Linked DNA regions of Triticum aestivum: region 2 is linked to region 1. Evidence: chromatin contacts called from public Hi-C data. All regions are on one chromosome and are shown on one strand. The core of a region is the stretch at or near the end of the contact, and the rest is flanking DNA. Distances in the headings are between cores, read along the strand shown.

Evidence for each region. Hi-C and Micro-C count contacts between places; a contact is called where the count stands out from the background.
Region 2: a Hi-C map of leaf shows a contact between it and region 1, with 4 times the contacts expected there. The contact joins the promoter of LOC123080054 here to the promoter of LOC123080052 in region 1. A contact is called at or near these places in 2 of 5 Hi-C or Micro-C datasets (both in leaf).

Annotation. Positions count from the first base shown.
Region 1 is chr3D:507,354,536-507,358,878 of IWGSC CS RefSeq v2.1, reverse strand. It overlaps LOC123080052 (probable inactive receptor kinase At2g26730), which reads right to left and starts at 2,030. Exons shown (of 2, transcript XM_044502911.1): 1 at 540-2,030. The coding sequence starts at 1,956.
Region 2 is chr3D:507,502,961-507,507,303 of IWGSC CS RefSeq v2.1, reverse strand. LOC123080054 (sister chromatid cohesion 1 protein 4) reads right to left here and starts at 1,888. Exons shown (of 15, transcript XM_044502913.1): 1 at 1,317-1,888. The coding sequence starts at 1,440.

The sequences.
Region 1 (4,343 bases), core at 781-3,280:
TTTGTATGCTAGCAAACATATGTTAACATTTGTATGCTACCGTACGTTGAAAACAGGTTGAAGAAAAGACATATTATTAGGCTAATTCAAAGTTTGACCAGGTTTGATAAATAAATATCCCGCTAATCCCGGTAGACCAGACTGGACAAAGAAAATGGAATCTGGAGGACGCCATCACGGATAACCGACGCCTGCCGAGCCATACGTTCAACTCTGCGTCCCTTTCGAATTATTTGGAGCTACCAAGATTTTTCTGTACCCTCAGAAACGCTAGCCAAATGCAATCGCTATGATTGCCACCTTTCAATCCCGTCGTACGACTGGAACCAGGAAAAATGCCGGACAGACGCGCAAACGTCGCTGTCCCCCTGAGTAATCGACCGGAGTTTCACTTCATTCCTCCTTTTGATCGATGCAAACCACGGCAATGGCGGTCAAAACGAGCTAGCCAGCAGCGATCAATGCAGTAACTAATGGCAATGTCACTGTGAGCTAATGATGTGGTGAGAGGAGATAGCCGGATAGAGCAGGGGACTGACCGTGGAGCGCGGCGGAGAGGCTGCCGTCGGGCAGGAAGTCGGCGACGAGGAGCTTCTCGTCGCTGGAGTAGTAGTAGCCGCGGACGGGGAGCAGGTTGCGGTGCTGCACCCGGCCCAACGTCTCCACGGCGGACGCGAACTCCTGTCGCTCCGCCGCCACGTTCTTCAGCCGCTTCACCGCCACCGTCGTCCCGTCCTCCAGCGTCGCCCTGTACGTCGGCCCCGCGACGCCGTTCCCCAGCACCTCCGCCGACGCCCGCAGCAGGTCCTCCAGGTCGAAGCTGTAGCCGCCGCCGCCCATGAACACCAGCCGGCTCCTCATCATCTCCGCCGCGCCGCCGCCCGCCGCCGAGGGTATCTCCTTTGAAGACGTCAGGTCGGTCATCTCGCCTGACACCGTCGACGGCGTCAGCGTGTGCCCTCTCGCCGGCGTCGCCGGCGTGGGCGCCTTGTTCCTGTCGTCGCCGCTGGCTGCCGCGTCGTCCCGGCGGCGGCGGACAAAGCAGAGCACGAGCAGGATGAGAACGAGCAGCGCGCCAGCCGCGGCGCCCACGGCGATGGCCGCGACCGCCGTGCCGGAGAGCCGCTTCCTCTTCTTCTCTTGCACCGGTGGGACGACTCCGCCGCCGGGGGACGGGCATGGCCGGTCGAGGGGCTCGCCGCAGAGCCGAAGGTTGCCGGCGAATGACTCTAGCGAGAAGTTCGCGAGGGAGGGCGGGACGGCGCCGGCGAGCTGGTTGTCCGAGACATTAAACACCTTGAGCCGCTGGAGGCCGCTCAGGCTCTGAAGGCCACCGGAGAGGCGGTTGCCGTCGAGCCTAAGCAACCGTAGCTCCCTCAGGCCGTCGAGCGCGGCCGGTATCTCACCGGACAGGTGGTTGTCGTAGAGCGCGAGGTGCCAGAGCGCCGCGAGCCCGGCGACCTCGGGCGGGATGGAGCCGGAGAGACGGTTCCCCTGGAGGTAGAGCGAGCGGAGCAGGGGCAGCGCGAAGAAGTCCTTGGGGATGGGGCCGAAGAGGCGGTTGTTGCGGAGGGAGAGCTTCCGGAGGCCCCGGAGCTCGCCGAGCGTGCCGGCGGGGAGGGCACCGGCGAGGCCGACGCCGGGGAGGCGGACGGCGACGACCGTGGCGTTGCTCGCGTCGCAGGCGACGCCGGGCCAGAGGCACGCCGAGGGCGCGGACGGCGAGTTCCAGCCCAGATCGCGCTCGTGCGGCAAGGCGGCGAGGAAGGACTGCAGCGCCGTCCGCTCTTGCTTCGGCGGCTCCACGGCGTGGCAGCCGAGAGCGGCGACGGCCAGCGCCAGCAGCAGCACCGACGTTCGTGGTGGGATCGCGGCCATCTGTGTACGCGTGCGCCGCCGCTTGGCAAGTCTGACGATGTGCTGCGGCCACGGCTCGGAATGACGCGGCCTCGGCATATGAGAGGCGCTTGCTTGGCTCGCGAGCGAGCTACACTGAGTGCCACAGGTTCAGGGTGTATGGATGGGAGCGAGCTATGTCCCGTGTCTTATGTACACGCTGGGTTGCCTAGCTTGGCATAGGATCTGGAGTTTCATGTGGTTATAGGCTGACCCTGTTGCCGACAGAGTGGAGACAGAGAAAGTGGCGCTGCCGCCATTTGCACGTGCGCGCCATGGATGAAGAGCGTTAGCCGTTAGGAACATTCTCCTCGGATCCGGGCTTGGCTTGGATCGTAAGTAAGCGGTGGATCATATGCATGCATGCATGGCAATCTGGCATGATGTCCACTCTACTACGCATGTCGCGGAGACAGGATCGAGTGAGCCGCGTACAATGCCGTTTATGCCATCATTTTTTCCATCTTATTTTGCCCACGGCATGATTGCAAGTGGGATCGGGGTAACATTTTTTTTCGAATTGGGGAGCATCACGCTCCCAGTTTTCACTATCATCGATGAAAACGGGCAATACAGAGGGGGTGGTCGACGCAAAGGCATTCCTAGTGCGGTCCGGACGTGTTTTGTCATCCAACGCAGTCCTATATCAATCCGCTCGGTGGTTCGAACGTATTTTTTTCGCAAACCGGAGACAAAGTGGGAGGGGCTTTGCGGACGTCCGGACCACTCCCACGTCCACGTCTGACTAACCTGGCCCATAAAACAACCTCACCCGTCTCTCCCGCGTTTTCTGTCTGATGCACGCGCCGCATCAATGGCAGCCAGAGCACACAACGGCTGACATTGATGTTGCGTGATGTGACCGGATGGGAGGATGGCGCGATCTTTCGGGAGCCGCCGCTTCAATGCGGACACACCTTCCCGAGGAATCAAATTCGGCCGCTACGCCGCATTGAAGCGGTTGACCGTCCGTTCGCATGGCCTGGATGAGGCTATATAAGCCGTGCTTCGGCATCGTTCACATCGCACTCACCGCATCGCTCCGCACATCCTCATCCTCACATCCGCTCTTCCTTCACAACTCCGGTGATGGGCAAGTCATGAGCCTCAGCAGCGGTAGGAGGCGGCTCCGGAACGGGCTCCGAAGGTTCGTGCCAACGCTGCCCTCAACTCCGAGGTCGTCTTCCTCATCGGCGGCCGGCTCCTCGGCGAAGAGGAGATAGTTATCTCCTCCAGCGACGAGGAGGACCAGCCGTCGCAGCAGCAGATGGCGACGCAGGGCGCCGTCTACGCTGCCACAGACAAGGAGTACGAGCAGCAGATGGAGGTCATGCTCCGCCGCTCCGTCCTCCACGTCAACGGCCCGGCAGCGCCATCGGAGACGCTCCTCCGCATCAAGTCGGATATCGCGTCCCTTCCCCACTCTCCCTTGCACAACCGCGGCTCCAAATAGGACGCCGCGTCAAGGAGGATCCTCTTTCACCGCCTTTCCCGCGCCGCGTCAGGGAGGAGCGGCTCTTGCCGCCGCCCCGGCGTGTGAAGGAGAAGGGGCGCTCTCCGTTGCCCGACCGCGTCAAGGACGAGCGGCGCTCGCCACCGCCCCTGCACCATGCGATCGCCGTAAAGGAGTGCGGTCATCTTCGCCACTACCTCGGCGACGACAGCAGTAGCTTGCCCTCCTGGAGCGCCCTAAGGGCGGTGGAGTACGCCGACAGGAAGCGGCGATGGCGGGACAGGCACAACGTGACACGCCGGTCAGAGTTCGTGGACTCCGACGTCCCACCGCCGCACATCGCGGTGGACCCGGAGCTGGCATATGCATGGGCCATGGACCACTCCAAGACGGTGGCGGAGACAAGCAAGTGTCGTCCCTGCCGGCTTGATGGGAAAATGGCCAAGTACGGGAGGAGTGGTCTCTCTGCGAGGCCGTCGCCTCCTCCAAGGCCCATCTCCCTCCCCCTCTCCCCCACCCACGTCGTCGGTGGCCGCGGCCGCACTGCGCAAGAAGCGGGAGGAAGCGGAGAGGATCATTCGTGAGCGTCAGGCTGCTGTCGGGAAGCCCTGTAGCGCCCTTCCGCCGTCCAAAGCCCGATGACGACGACTCCGACGATGGCTGAGGCGACGATGACGAAGGAGCAGCCAGCCAGTCCGGCATGGCCTACGAGGTAGGGGTAGTGTAGGCTTAGGTTTTTTTAAAGGTTTTTAGCTCAAATATCTTCCGATTTTACGTAAAATTATCCTAATTTAAATTAATATCGTTCGGTTTGTTTGGGTTTGAATCAAAATTGGTCATTTTTGGTAAAATTCATTTGAAATGTAACCGGATATATGCGGCTAGCTTTGGATAGCCTGATCCCTCCATGGTCCGCAAACGGATACAGAAAAAGATATGGGATCAGTGTTGAAGATGCCCTTAAAGCAGCCATAATGTATGGTTTTTGCTGCCT
Region 2 (4,343 bases), core at 639-3,138, 150 kb before region 1:
AAGAGTGGCTGAGTTTTAACATTGGCTCGCCAAGCCTATCACAACCCTCCTCCTTTACCCGGGCTTGGGACCGGCTATGTTGAGACAACATAGGCAGAGTTCTTCGTGTACTCTGTCCGGATATTGAACATAATCTCCTTGCGTTGCCTTTTATTTTAGATTATTATTTGTACACCATTTATTCTCTACAGGATCGTAAACAGAAAATAATTCCAAAGTGCAACAGTAGCTAAAGCGCACATTTACTGGAAGTCTTCCCTCTCGCTTTATGCTTCATTTTAGTACGTGTACAACTAAGAAAATCAAATTAACTGTATCGAGAAAATAAAACAAATAGCCATTCAGGAGGTTAAATTTGAAACAGCATACGCTGAAGAAAACTCTCATGTGTATGTTTCCAATCATGGTCAGCACGTGTGAGTTTTGTAATATCACTACTCATCGTATGTAAAATGCATAAATACACTTCCCCAAAACAGATACGACAAAACACAACAACTAGTCAAGCAGTAGTCTGCCTACAAAGGTGAACTATTATCGTTAGACCATAGACCGTAGACAGTACACATGAGGCATGAGGTGCCTAGAAAGGTGAACTATTATCCTTAGACCATAGCCGGTAGACAAGTACACATGAGACACGAGGCCTCAGGAAGCTGCTAACATTCTCGGACTATAAGCTTTACCTAACCATTATGATAAGACTTTAAAAGTCCACCAGTAGCTGTAAATACAAAAATCTTAGATCTTTGTAACTCTTGGTGACCTAGCGACTAGTGAGGATCAAGGTGACATTTCCTTTCACCCCTAGAAAGCAATGAACCACAATAGGAAAGCTCTAAAAGCATGGCTCTTTTCAAGATCCCATCGACGAGACTATATAGAAATGCACCTGAACCGTTAACATTACTTAACAAACAACTCAAATGGGTAGAAAACTTCTACGTACTACTCAGACAGTAGCAAGGAGATAAATACCATGTAGTGCAATACCAGTAATCCAGCAGTCGAGCATATACAAAAAAAAACTGCTTGTTGGCATGCTCAGCAACTAATCACACATCCGCTGGCGACGACTGGGAGCTGGTTAGGCTAGCAGCCGGCAAAAAGGTAACATATTTACTAATCCACTAGCAATAACTAAGCAATAACTAGGCAATAAGCATACATCAACGCCATAAACGCGCCAAATATGGCAAATTTTAAGTGTTGACAGATACAGCAGCAATGAAATGAGCGTTAGCAAAAGAGCATATTTTTCTGCCACTCTGCATGGCAGATCCGAAAGAGCTTGTGAGGCAGCGGAAACCACCCACCTACGGAGACGCCGATGTCCGTGTCCGTGACCTGGTTCTTGCGCAGCTTCCGCTCCAAGTGCGCGGCGATCCATATGGTCCCGAGGGGGCCCTTCTTGGCCAAGATGAACTGCGAGTAGAACATCTCCGGCTCCCCTCCGCGGCACTCAGACGGAGCGGAGCACGAAACCCTAACCTGAGCTCAGCTCACCTCAGCTCCCCGACGGACAGGGAAGAGCAAGCAAGCTCCCGCCTTCACGACATCCCCCCCGCCGCCGGAAATCCAGGCCCTAGGCAGAGGGAACCCGCAGCTCGCCGCGGCCAGACGCTCGTCTCCGGCTCCAATCGCCCGGAAGGGGAAGCTCCGGGAGGGCGAAATGCGAGATGGAAACCCTAATCTGGTGGCGTACGGGTGGGGAACCCTAGAATTGGGCGGGGCTGGGGGCCGGGGCGCGCGGGAGGAGGTGGGGATCTGGGGATTCGGCGGGGGCGCGGGCGATTGAGGCGAGCGATTTGGGAAAATTTGGAATCTTTGGGGGAGCGGAGCGGGGAGTTGAACTTGACAGTGTGTGGGCGAGCGACCTGCTGTGTGAGGGGAGAGAGAGCTCGACGAAGCAAAAGTGCTACACGCTTCGCCGCCGCACCCCCGATGAGTTTATAAATTACATTTGGGCTCTCGCGCTGCCTGTATCGGGGGTGTTTCTGTTCGTTGCGGGATAGTCTAGGGGGCGTAGTGTAAAACAGGCGAGTTGGTAATAAATGTGCGGTTGCCAGGGCGAGAAAACCGCGAGAGAATATCGTGCGGTCGTGTGGCCGCCGTCGGATCCGGCGACGCGGGGTATCGCGTCCGTGCGACCGTGTCGTGGGGGGGGGTCGTGTCGTATCGGGACAGCGGCACGCACGTCTCGCGCCGTGCAATGGAAGCTACTACTGCTTCAGGCCGGTTCAGGCGCCTGTTTTCGGCTAACTGGTTCGTGCCAGCCACGTAGTCCCTCCGGCCCGGCACAGAGGCCGGATATGGAAATGCTAGTGGTCAAGACAAAGGCGTGAATCTTGCAGGAATGTTCGGATCAGTTTTCGGCCAGGAGGCCAGAAATCCCAAGGTGAAGTAATTGAGACGGGGCAAGTGAATTTTGAACAAATGCTTGGATTAATTTCCTGCCCAGAGGCCAGATATACTTCTAGAAGTGCAAGTAATTAAGACGAGTGATTTTCACTCATCTTAATGACGTTTGCGATGGCGAAAAAATGTCTTGCTCCGGAGAAAAGGTTTCTCGCCCCGCTTCTTAAATGCATCGCTCGCCTTTCTCGGTCTAACCTTGCGTCCGCGTGCCTAGCGGAGTGCCTTGGTGAATCGAGGCGAGCGAGCATTGACGCCTTGTCGGCCGTTACGGGTCCGAGATAAGTGTGCCAGTGGGGTTTGGAGCATGTGTTGTGTCTTTTTACCACCCCCTCTGTTTCTCTGTAGTTTGCATATAAAATTTTGTCAGAAGTCAAAAAAAATTGATCAACTATATAAGAAAAATATCATTTAGATGCATCATGAAATTAATTTTTATGCTATATAACTTTTTCAATGCAAATGTCAATATTTTCTAAGATGAAATTGATGGAACTTTACATAGTTTTGATTCAAACAAACTTTATACGCATAGTAAGAAGAAACGAAGGGGAGCACTTGGCATTGGTAGCAAGTCAACAGGGCACCAAGGGCATGTATAACCGTATACTTTGCGGTACCTTGTAGATTTGGCCTGGACGTTAGACGCATGACCCGTGAAAGATTTGGTATTAATGTTGACATACAAATGGACTAATGAGCCCACTAAAATGATGAGCAGATCTTAGTATCAGTTTGTGAAGGTTGTCGTGAACGTCAAAAAAGTGGAAGAAAACTCAAGCGTCTTTTAACGCATGTTATTTTATAGTGTTTATTTGCTTTTCTTGAGCTTAGGAATCCCGCGCTATTTAATAGGGGATTTAGTTGATTTAGTCCTTCCTCGAAACACCTCTACACCACATAGCCTTTCTCTTCACTAGAAATTTCAAAGACGAAATGCCAAAAATCCTAGTTGTTCTCCCTTTTAAAGTGTAGCTCTCGACAACCCGGAACGTCCCGAACGTGCAAGATGGGCCAGCACGAACTGAGCTCCCATTGGACCGTCCAAGCTCAGGTCCAAGGTCGCTCAGTTTGGTGCCGGACTGTTCGGGCTAGCATCCACGACAAGTCCAGGATCGCTCAGTTTGCACATCAGACCATTCGGGCTAGCATCTGTGGCGAGTTCATGGTCGATCGGTTTCCCGCCGGGCTATCTAGGACAGAGGCACGTTGAAAGGACGTGAATGTCACCTAGAGGGGGTGAGTAGGCATTTCGGTTTAGGCTTGAATAAATGTGAAATAAAACTAACGTTACGACAAGCACAAAACCTAAACAAGCTGGCTCAATTATGTGCACCAACAAATTATGCTAATTAAACAAGATAATCAAGTATGTGATAGCAAGATATATAACTTGAAGTATGATGGCTATCACAAAGTAAGTGCATAAGTAAAGAACTCAGGTAAGAGATAACCGAGGCACGTAGAAACAATGATGTATCCCGAAGTTCACACCCTTGCGGCCGTTAACCTCCGTTAGAGCGGTGTGGAGGCACAATGCTCTCGAAGCGCCACAAATGGCTCACCGTATTCTCATCAGGCCCTCATGAAGACCCACAAGTATAGGGAATCACAACAGTCTTTAAGGGTAGTATTTCACCCAAAAATTATTGATTCGACGCAAAGGGAGCCAAAGAATATTTATATGTCTTAGCAATTGAGTTGTCAATTCAACCAGACCTAGAAAAATATTTATCTGCAGCAAAGTGTTTAGTAGTCCGGTAGTTTGATACTCCCTCCTTCCATGTATATAGGGCCTAATGCATTTTTCGAGGCTAACTTTGACCACATGTTAGAGTAATAATATATGACATGCAAGTTACACAAAGTACATCATCAAACTCGTACATGAAAGGAGCTTCTAATGATATAATTTTCACATTATACAT